2 separate regions of the Xenopus laevis genome follow, and region 1 is linked to region 2. A link is a contact called in public Hi-C data. All regions are on one chromosome and are shown on one strand. The core of a region is the stretch at or near the end of the contact, and the rest is flanking DNA. Distances in the headings are between cores, read along the strand shown. Region 1 holds the start of catip.L (ciliogenesis associated TTC17 interacting protein L homeolog). Region 2 overlaps slc11a1.L (solute carrier family 11 member 1 L homeolog).

What was found. A called contact is a pair of places that touch in the nucleus more often than the background predicts.
Region 1: a contact with region 2 is called in a Hi-C map of the XL177 cell line, with 1.8 times the contacts expected there. The contact joins the promoter of catip.L here to the enhancer-like site in region 2. A contact is called at or near these places in 2 of 4 Hi-C or Micro-C datasets (the XL177 cell line and the XTC cell line).

Annotation. Positions count from the first base shown.
Region 1 is chr9_10L:63,495,306-63,500,872 of Xenopus_laevis_v10.1, forward strand. catip.L (ciliogenesis associated TTC17 interacting protein L homeolog) reads right to left here and starts at 3,747. Exons shown (of 11, transcript NM_001096840.1): 1 at 3,695-3,747; 2 at 3,376-3,456; 3 at 3,045-3,095; 4 at 2,769-2,969; 5 at 2,488-2,543; 6 at 1,834-1,920. The coding sequence starts at 3,442.
Region 2 is chr9_10L:63,453,097-63,458,769 of Xenopus_laevis_v10.1, forward strand. slc11a1.L (solute carrier family 11 member 1 L homeolog) reads right to left here. Exons shown (of 15, transcript NM_001094539.1): 9 at 5,320-5,478; 10 at 4,558-4,644; 11 at 3,526-3,645. Among protein-coding and RNA genes, the nearest start is that of LOC108701308, 10 kb to the right of the region's middle. Within about 2 kb of position 1,520, at least 1 of the 7 cell types and tissues checked has an H3K27ac peak or open chromatin away from gene starts, as enhancers often do.

The sequences.
Region 1 (5,567 bases), core at 2,497-4,996, 44 kb after region 2:
ATGCTAATGGGGTACCAGCACTGTGTCACTGTATGTAGTACATATTTGAATTGTCTCCTGCTCTGTTCTGCCTTCCATCCCTGTGTGTGCCATTCTCTGCTTGCCCAGTGCTGCTTGTGTGTGCCATTCTCTGCTTGCTCAGTCCTGCTTGTGTGTGCCATTCTCTGCTTGCCCAGTGCTGCTTGTGCGTGCCATTCTCTGCTTGCTCAGTCCTGCTTGTGTGTGCCATTCTCTGCTTGCCCAGTGCTGCTTGTGCGTGCCATTCTCTGCTTGCCCAGTGCTGCTAGTGCGTGCCATTCTCTGCTTGCCCAGTGCTGCTTGTGTGTGCCATTCTCTGCTTACCCAGTGCTGCTTGGGTGTACCATTCTCTGCTTGCCCAGTGCTACTTGTGTGTGCCAGTCTCTGCTTGCCCAGTGCTGCTTGGGTGTGCCATTCTCTGCTTGCGCAGTGCTGCCTGTGTGTGCCATTCTCTGCTTGCGCAGTGCTACTTGTGTGTGCCATTCTCTGCTTGCCCAGTGCTACTTGTGTGTGCCATTCTCTGCTTGCCCAGTGCTGCTTGGGTGTGCCATTCTCTGCTTGCCCAGTGCTGCCTGTGTGTGCCATTCTCTGCTTGCGCAGTGCTGCTTGTGTGTGCCATTCTCTGCTTGCGCAGTGCTGCTAGTGTGTGCCATTCTCTGCTTGCCCAGTGCTGCTAGTGTGTGCCATTCTTTGCTTGCCCAGTGCTGCTTGTGTGTGCCATTCTCTGCTTGCCCTATGCTACCTGTGGAATGTAAGCCTGTTAGGGGTTTGTTCTTGGGGTTTGTTAGTATTTTCAAATTGTTGTTAAGGGCCCCTAAGTCATTCTCTGCTTGCCCAGTGCTGCTAGTGCGTGCCATTCTCTGCTTGCCCAGTGCTGCTTGTGTGTGCCATTCTCTGCTTACTCAGTGCTGCTTGTGTGTGCCATTCTCTGCTTGCCCAGTGCTACTTGTGTGTGCCATTCTCTGCTTGCCCAGTGCTGCTTGTGTGTGCCATTCTCTGCTTGCCCTATGCTACCTGTGGAATGTAAGCCTGTTAGGGGTTTGTTCTTGGGGTTTGTTAGTATTTTCAAATTGTTGTTAAGGGCCCCTAAGATGCTTAATCATGTGTTGGGGGGTTGTTGTATTATCCACAGGAGAGGATGAGGCATATGGATTTAAGGGTATGTTTTAACATGACTTAAATTTTTCACTTATGAGGGATTTCCCTGCAGTGAGCACCAACCATTTGGTTTTTTGTGAGCTACCACTGTTATTGTGGATATGATCTTAAAAGTTCTTGTGGTAACATGGGTGTGGTTTCAGTGGGTGTGGTTTAAAAGGGGAAGTGGCCAACACTGACTTCAATTATTGGCCCTCCACCACATAGGCCAGTAAAACTTTGGCCCTCAGTACCTAAATTTTCTTAGTCTGTGCATAGACGCAGTGCCAGGCCAACTTGGCCGGCTAACTCGCCCCTCCCACCCACTGTGTACACACACACACACACACACACACACACACACACACACACACACACACACACACACACACACACACACACACACTGACGACACAGTGGTGTGGGGTAAATCAGTAGAGGGCGGTGGGGGACAATGGGCCCAGACTAGGGGTAGGTGACAGAAGAGGACGTTCCCAGCTCCCCCTACTGTTGCACCCTAGGCATGTGCCTCTTCCGACTACCCCAAGTTCCAGACCTGCATAAGTATGCCAAGAAACTATGCCAACATAGAAATTCTCCTTTATAAAGAACACTTTAGATATAACATTTAAGTAGAAATGACAGTATATGCAACAGGATAAAATGCAATTACTGTACCTCTCCCTCTGTAATGATCCTGTTAATAACAAGCTTGTCCCCTTGCCTCACTATTTGGGTCTTCTTATCCAGAGAGTGTCCTTTGAGCTGTAAATTCAGGCACAAAGGAGATAAGAATGGATAAAGGTATCTTTCAAGTTATATAACCTGCTACGGAAATGACGTGAATAATTAATATTAGAGGCAATTTGCTTCCATCCTCCTACAGGGGTGAAAAAGAGTTGGATACAATCTTCCGTGACCTCTTAATTTGGGCCACGGTATATAACAAAGTCTCTTTGTGTTAGTTATGAATCAGCTCAGATAGATCAGAATAGAAACACAAGTTATCTATGTTCCACAGAAGGAATACAATGCAACTTGAGGTTAAAAACGGCAGATGCCTTATCCAGGAAGACACAAAATACAGCCCTTGTGTGACAAGATACAATGCCCACTATTTAGTGGGCTGGGGCAAGCTGTTTGGGCCTCTGTGTACTTGAAATGCCAAGGCCTATTTTGAATCTCAGTCTGGACCTGACTACATTCAGGAGCAGTTATACAAATGTGCTGCAAGACTTTCCCACAAATTGTTACTGTGATAAATTTCCAACAGCCGGTAGGGAGGAGAGCAGCCGCAGGGGACACATGGCAATAGAATAATACTTGTGGTACCTTTACATACTCATGCACGTGCTGCTCCAGAGTTTCAAGTTTGTATGAGATGTGACCTGAAAGAATACAAGGAAAATGTCTATTATAGTCACTGCCTCAGAAGCACACACTTTAATGTAATGACTTTTAGTGGGTAAAAACACTAAAAATCATTAACCCCCTTACAACCTCCTCTCTGCTTATCAACAGGTAAGGCCCTAAAGAAATCCCTTGCCGGAGGCGCTAGAGGATATGTACCCCCTCCCCATTTCATCCCAAGTAGACTTAACAAAAATCCATACCAATAATGGAGGTGCCACACGGTACTCCATCGATGGTGCCCTGGCTGGCTGCATGTACAAGGAAACACTTCTCTTCTTCCAGTCCATCCAGTTGATAGTACGCTGGCTGCACACTGACTGCAAAGTTGCCTAGTTCTACCCCAGAAACGGACACAGTCGCTAAAGAGTCAGTGAACAGGCAGAGATTCAGCTCCTCCAGCCCTGTTGGGGTGGATACAACACCTTAGCATGGCCCTACACACTATTTTTTATAGACAGGAAAGGGAAGTGACTTACCAACACTGCACAGGAATTCTAGTGCTTCGGAGCTTGCACTCATAGCCGAGGCTTAGAATAAAGCAGATACAGGTATGTTGGTTAGTTTTCCATTTGCACTCAATCAGGGCAAAGTCTGTGTGGCTTGCATCAGGGTGGCAACCATTAAACCCAATGACAGGCAACAAGCCCACGTTTGACTGACTTTCAACAGCAGTGAATATGGCACGTGTGCCATGAGCTTTAAATCTACTTTTCCAATATGATTGTGCTGTTAAAGGGGAACAGTCTCCACCCAAAAACTTCTTTTTCATAATAGAAGAAAATGGAACTTAATAATAATATCACTCACCCACATCAGGTACAACTTCCTGTTCATTTTCAGCAGGGGATTTTCCCTGTGCATTTTCTGGTTCCATGGCTTGCATCAGTCCTGAAGTAAAATGATCAAAAAAATACCTTATAATATCATTTTTGTTGAAGAGAAAATACAACTCACGATTTTTCTGCCCTTAAAAAAAAAGGTAAATGGCAGAGGTGTGTTACAACCTTCCCAGAGAGGCTCTGCAGCAGTTATTCCCTAAATGAGAGTTCTAGTTCAGCAACAGCTGGAGTCTAATGGCAGAACGTATTATAACGTTTGTTTGTGGGGGCTGTATGTGTATAGTTACCCTTAAACTATGATAGGATTCTGCAGGAGCCGCTGCTCTACACTGACAGGGCCTACACCTCGTTTACAGTAGGGCAAAGCGTCTCCATAGTAACAGCCTGACGAGCAAGCTAGCAACATAGCCAGATACCACCTAGAGGGGTTGATGTGTATTGCAACTCATGTGATGGCGCGCTGCCTATTATTCCACCGTCTCCTAGCAACCACTTTCATACATCTCTTCCCCTGTCACAGAAGTGTTAGCCCCAAGATGCCAATCCACATGCTCTGAGTTCTATTCCCATGGGAGCGGGTGGCGGCTAATCAATCTGGGTTTCTGTGGGTATTTATAGTGCAAAGAATAAAGACATGAACAGTGTATTGCAGATTCAGGCATTTAGAGTTTTCTTGGTGTGTGTGTCTGTCGCTGAGGGTGATACTGTGGGTCATGGCCCCCCCTTCAGGTTGTCTTTGTTTATACACAACAGTCTCTGGCGGACCCCAGTAGTTACACCATTGTCTGAACGTTGTCCAGGCTCCAGCTCATGGGCGTCCGCTAATAGGGGCAAGGGGGGGGGAGGGGCAGTGCTGAATGTCAGGCGGGATGCAATGATTTACAAAACGCAGACCGAGTTAGTCGTAAGTTAAAATGAAGATAGTGCCAAGTAGTTTAATGGACAGGAGAGCGAAGCAGCAGCAGCAGGAGAAAGACAAGACAGCTGGAAACTCAGACAGCTTTGTCCCTCCCCAATTCCTTTATCACTGCAGTCCTCTTGTAGCTGCAACTCGTGTGGGTATTCGGCATGCGGGACAGACTGAAAGGCACTATTTGTTTATGTTACAGACTAGATAAGGCTATGGAGCTCCCTGTTAGTGTCTGTTTGATTTAATGGTCTGCTGTTTTACTGGCTTCTGTCAAACGTGTGTCTGTGATTTGTATTTCTGTGTGTGTGTTAGAGTATCCCTGTGTGTGTGTGTGACTGTGTTTGTGCCTTAGTATGTGTCCGGACTGAGAAATTAAATAGGCCCTGGCATTTCAGGTACACAGAGGCCCAATCAGCTCTCCACCAGCCCACTTGATACCGACTTTCTATGGCACCTTATAGCAGCCCCTCTGGCATTTGCCAGAACCCACAGATTTCCAGTCTGGGCCTGTGTGTATGTCTCCGTTTGTGTGTGTGACTGTATCTGTGTGTGTCCCTGAGTCTGTGTGTGTGTCTGAGTCTGTGTGCCTGAGTGTGTCCCTGAATCTGTGTGTGTGTCTGACTGAGTCTGTCTGTGTGACTATGTGTGTGTGACTGTGTGTGTGTGCCTGAGTCTGTGTGACTGTGTGTGTGTGCCTGAGTCTGTGCCTGTGTGTGCATGAGTAGTATGCCATGCATACAATAAGCTTCAAGAAGGGGTTGGATCAATTTGTACTATGTTCTATCTTCCATAACCCTGTATTCCCTCCCTTGCTAAAAAGCCATATTATAGAAAATTGTAGATTCTGAAGTGATTTGTGCGATTCCTTTGCCTCCTTGCCCCCCCCCAGAACATTTTCTGCAGACACCCATGCTCCGGCACATTTATATCTGAACTTAATAATGAGGCAAAATTATGTTTTCATCCCACGTTCTTTATTTTTGAGGCAGTGCAGCGTTTTATTTGCTTTAGTAGCCACCGAGTGACACTTCCTAGAGCATCTGTAATCCACAAAATTCCCCAAATCTTTCTCAGCATATCTTTTCTCAGTTTCATGTTATTTGTGTCCAGGCGCATAAATATAAATCTGCATTTATCAGTAGCTTACCATTAGAAATGACACTTTTATTGTATTGCCACAATAAAATATAGATTGCAAATCACTACCTTCATGCAAGGAAAATTTAACTTTAGTTCCCTCTCAGCCCTGC
Region 2 (5,673 bases), core at 270-2,769:
CCCCACCATGATTAGGCACACTTGCACACAATTCATTAACAGCCAGCATGGCATATGCATTGGTGCTCAATGCAACTATGCAGTAAGATTGTATTTGGATGTTAGTTTGTTTGCGTCTATTTTTCACTTGCAGTCGCAAACTAACCCTTTAGCGTTGTCTAAACAAGTATAATCAATGTAGCCCATGATAAATAATATATTACCCCTTCCCTTCTATTTTAGAGGTGTTTAACGCAACATTTTAAGCACTGCTGCAAAATAAAATCAATTCCAATTCCCATAAATTAAGGAACTTCATACATTTCTGTATTCACCACCAGATGGAGCTTTCTAACCAAAAACTACAATTACTGGAGCGACTGCATGTCCATGGAGTGTAAAATAAAAGTTTGCACAAATATTTTCAAGACAATCTCAAATTATGGATAATTTTATTCTGTATGGTTGCTCTAATTGCATACAGTAAAACCTCCATTTTACATTCCCTGATTTTAAGTTTTCCCTCATTTTATACTGTTTGTTTGTAGTCTCAGCAATATATCATGCACAACTGATTTCCCTGATCTTACATTTTCCTGGATTTTGCACCTTTTTTTCTGGTCCCCTGAAAAACACACATTTTTTTGCTCATAAACCCTTTTGCAGAAAGGTATTACATATTCTAATTTGATCTTCTTTACTAGCCCAAAATTTACCAAGGGAACCACAGCCAATTAACACTGAAAATCCAAACCAAAAATGCCCCAGTAGCTCGTCATCTTTTTTCCTGCTGATTCACAGCACATGCTCTGGGCTGCTGTTGCTTACCTGAGTTTATGGACCAATATACAGCATTTATACAAGTCTGATTACTGACACTGAAGTTACAAAAAGACTATAACCCAGTGTAGTCAATAAACTACGTTTATCAAGCTTATTATTTATCAATTATATCAGGAGGTGTATCTGCATATTATTTAAGTTATTTAAATAATTGTATTGTTGCATACTGAATATAAAGAGATGATGACATTTATCCCTTTTCTCTATATCCCTTATGGCTAAGTGTAAAACCCTGCATTTTAGCTAATACAAACCAAAAAAGAATAATCTATAGAGGATGCAAGCCAGGAAGAAGAATGTAAAAGGGATTGTAAAGGGGTTATAAAGAGAAGGTGTTTAAGGATAAAAGCCACTGAAGGAGGACATATGTGCCCTTTTGTTTGCTAGTTCTGACTTCTGTGCTATAGGTCTTGGTATTATCCAATGGAAGTTGCTTCACACCATTTGATCCAACATCAACTTTTAACACTGGTCAGAGGTTTGTCTGGACCAACAGTGTCGGACTGGTCTACCGGGATACCAGGAAAACTCCCGGTGGGCCCTCCTGCTTGAAAACATTGGGCCTATTTCATGGTCATTCCCTATTTCTATGAGAACAAAGAAGCTAAATAGATGGAATAAATACTTCATAGTATTTAAAGAAAAGAGACTAGGAGAATAGAAGGTGAATGAGGAGAAGAAAAAAATAGTACTCATGGTGATGATTTTTTGGTGGGCCCTTGGTCAAAGATTTTTTGGTGGGCCCCTGGTGTCCCAGTCCAACACTGCTGGACCAGTTTGTTTGCCTTAAAGGTTGTGGATTTTGGGGTTATTTATGTTGTTCTTGTATGTGGTGGATGTAGGGTTGCCACCGGCCCGGCCAGTAAAAATTATGTTTGATCCCAATGTTATTAATAGGGAAAAAAGATAAATATATAGGAAGGCCAGTATTTTTTTCCAGAAAAGGTGACAATCCTAGGTGGATGTGAAGTTGAACTGGGATGGGCCCTAAAAGGTATGCAGGCCATCTGCACACATTGCACAAGGCCCTGGTTCCATTTTACAAACAGAAGGGACATGTTCCACACACTGACTTATTGGACCATCTGGCAACCAGACTGCAACAGAGCGCTGCTTCACATGAAGATGTAACAGACGCCTTTACCATGCATGCTCCTTAGTTGATGTAAAGATGTCCTTTGCGTGGGATTGCATATGGCATATGCCCCAGAGTGGATTCTTGGTGCTGTGGAGATTAAATGGAATTAGAAAGATATAATTTGGACCCCATGGATTCGCGGTGAATTTCCGGTGAAAAAATTTCATTTCATCAAAATTGTCGCACATCAAAATTATTCAGACGCCCATTGACTTTAATGCATTTGTACAAAAGAGTCGCGCATATACAAATTGTCAAAATAATTTTGACACTTGTTTGACTTCAATGCGTTTCACAATTTTTTCGCCTTTTCGAAAATTTCTCGACGAGACGGGACTGATCACTAGCCATGTGCAACATTCAGATGTAAAATGAGTTTGGCAGCAACATAAGCATGAATAATATTCTTGGGTGGTGCAAAATAAGTGCTGTGATTGGCCATTTGGCAGCCCCCATGTGGACTTGCAGCCTACAGGAGGCTCTGTTTGGCAGTACACCTGGTTTTTATGCAACCGAAACTCTCCAAGCCAGGAATTCAAAAACAAGCACCTGCTTTAAACCACTGGGAGCAACATCCAAGCAACATGCTGCTCACTAGCAACTGGTTGGGCATCACTGGTCTACTGTGTAAATAACAGTGCCTGTTGTTTATTTTGCTAAAAAGGGGCTACTATTGTGAATTAACAGAATGCTTTATTGTAGCTATAAAAAGGTTATTTTGTTGGAAATTTTTATTATAAATTTATAAACGAGTTTTAGGACTATTTGAGAATAATGGAAATGCTCTGTGAATGTAATAGAAATAATTACTGAATGTCAAAAGTAGTATTTCTTTGCAGTCCCTGTTGTTTATGTGGTGAGACACCACTGAAGTGGACATTGCAAGGTAAGCTTGAGCGAATATAAAGGGGTAGAGAACTGTTAAAATTTTATTTTGGTGTAATGAATAAAATAAGGGAGACTAGCTTTGGCCAGTGGTAGAACTGTAAAGAGGGTGATGTGAGATGCCAGTCTGGATCTATCAGGTTTAGAATAGGTTCTTCCCTGTGTGCAACTGAGCATCTCCCTGAAAGAAGGAACTGGAGGGCTACGGTAAAAAATTAGCTCAAGCAAGAGCAAGAAGGGCTGAGTATGTACTTGTGACTAACTGGGAATCTCAGAATGTACAACTGAACCTGTCTGGATACGTATGCATCTGTGTTTTCTCATGGCCAAAGGATTTGATGTGCCTAAATGTGGATTATTGCACAACAGTTAAATAAAAAGTTTTGGTTTTCTCAATATTTTTGTGGCAACATCTGTCAAAGGCACCCCTATTGAGTGTGGCACGTTTTATTTGTATATGTGTGTACAGATTTTAGCACACTCCTTATACAGTTTGCTATGTTGCATCATTTCCTTAAATATATTAGGGGCAAAAGCTTTACCGCATAGGTTACTAGGGAGCCACAAGCCTTATAGAGGAACAAATCTTCTGAAAAATGCAGAGTGAAGCATAAGAGAGACATGATGGCCATTGTTCCTATGCAGTGCATATTGCATAAACAAGCACTTGTAGTATTTACCTCCATCACAAACTGCCCAGCGTAGGTCCCCGTCATGGTAGAGCTTTGACCTGCTGCCAGGATTCCCACAGCCCAGATGTAGAGAGCAGCAGGGCCAAAGAAACATCCCAGTATGACACCCTACACAGAGACACAATGTGAGCAAATAAGGAAACCCTAACACTGTTTATAAAATATCAGCTGTCCTCATGATATGTTGATCCACAGCCTCCACAATTCTGTGCCGGACAATGCCTGTATATTAACGCTATAAAACTCTATAAAACCATAAAAACGGTATTAAATGTTTTTATGGAGCAAATGGACTATGAATGAACAATGCCAGAAAGGCACGCCTACATGATAAATCTGCAACATTCTAAAACTGACAGCAGCAGACATTCAAGCAAGAAACCTAAGTTAAGTATATATATATTAATACATTAATATACAAATCTGTAAAACCAAACAATCTGAAGTAATTGTTTCAGTGTGGATTTAGGATCATAAAATGTTTTTGTGTATTGTGTCCCACTAACTATCTAGGGGGTTGCAATATGCTCATCAAAGAGACACAAGAGGGGTCATTAATTAATACCCTGGATGCAAATGCAAGAGCATAATGGGACACAAAATCTCGCCGCTTATGCTTATTTTGCAAGCAATCACATCTGGGGCATATCTGAGCTCTATATCTCATCTGGTGAGAGGTGCAAATCATAGTTCTGGCAGACATAAGGCATTTCTGCCCAGATGCCCTTTGCACCCTGCACCTGCTGGTGCTCACTTAGTTAATCATTGGCCACATTAAACAATTGCCATTTGCCTAGGTGCCGTAACCTATAGCAATCAATCAGCAGGTAGCATTTACCAGTAACTTGTTACAAATGGTGATCTGTATATGATTTATAGCGGGTGACTAATCTCCTAGTGTACCATTGCCCTTAATTTAAAAAACAATGTTTATTTTTTGCATGAGTGTACCTTAGAAATAATATAGGAATAATAGTGTGTTTTTTGTAAATAATGCTTAAAAATAAACATATTACTCACCCCTTTGTATATGTCAACGGACAAGGATTCGTTATTGGCTGGGAACACTTCAGCATGTGGGCTGCTGCTGTTCTGGCAAACGTCAAACTGAAAGATATACATCATATATAAATATATACTGTTTGTTGTTAGCACTGTATATAACTAGTTCATTTTTCCTTAGGATGGGTTTTTTAGCTGGTGGAGGAGCACTGAACATGGCCATACAACCATCTGACACTGTTGCTCCTATGTGATTTGGGCTTTAAACTAAGAGAAAGTCTAGTAGTTACCTTTATACTACTGTATGCAAAGATCTTACATTTACAAGTTTAACGGTAAGTGGAATTTACCTTATAATGGATTTTCTGCAATGAGGAATAAAAGTTAATGAATTCTTTTTGAACCATACATTACTGAGTGTGTTTATTTGAGGTACTTTTGTTAATTACAATTTGTTATTGTATTCCCCCCTCACACACCACCCTTATTTTGGGGTTTCATGATTGTTTAATGATTGCAATTGAATGCATTGGCCTAATTCATCTCATTTATATAATATATTGAATGGAAATAGTAAAGGGACATTCCATGTAAACAATTGTTTCACACGTTGTTGCTCATACTAGGAGAGAGATAAACCCTTTTACAAGAATAACAGTTATGGAACACAGATTATTTTTCAAGATTTTATATCTCTTATTTTACAGTAACAGAAAGGAGCAAGGCACGTGATTGGGCTGTACTTGGACACGTTATGAATGTGACATCTCTGTTACTCACTGCATCCTGGTTGGTTTTATTGTAAAACGCCTCTGCAAAAACAGCCATGACAAAGAGGTTGATGACGAAGGAGACAAAGAGAGCGATGGATGACTCGATCATGTAGTACATATTGGCTTCACTCACTTCATGCTTCTGTTTGCGATCTACCATTCGAGACTGAAGAGAAAGGACACCATTACTGCCCCAAGAGCAACCTGTCAGGGGAATTAAAATCTCCACCACAATGAAAGTCCAATGGGGGGAACTTTATTAAGGGGCAGGGGCTTATATATGCACCCCCTACAAAACCTGAATTTGATATAGCATAACATTCATTTGCCCAAATAACCCTCTCATAGGATCCTAAACTAT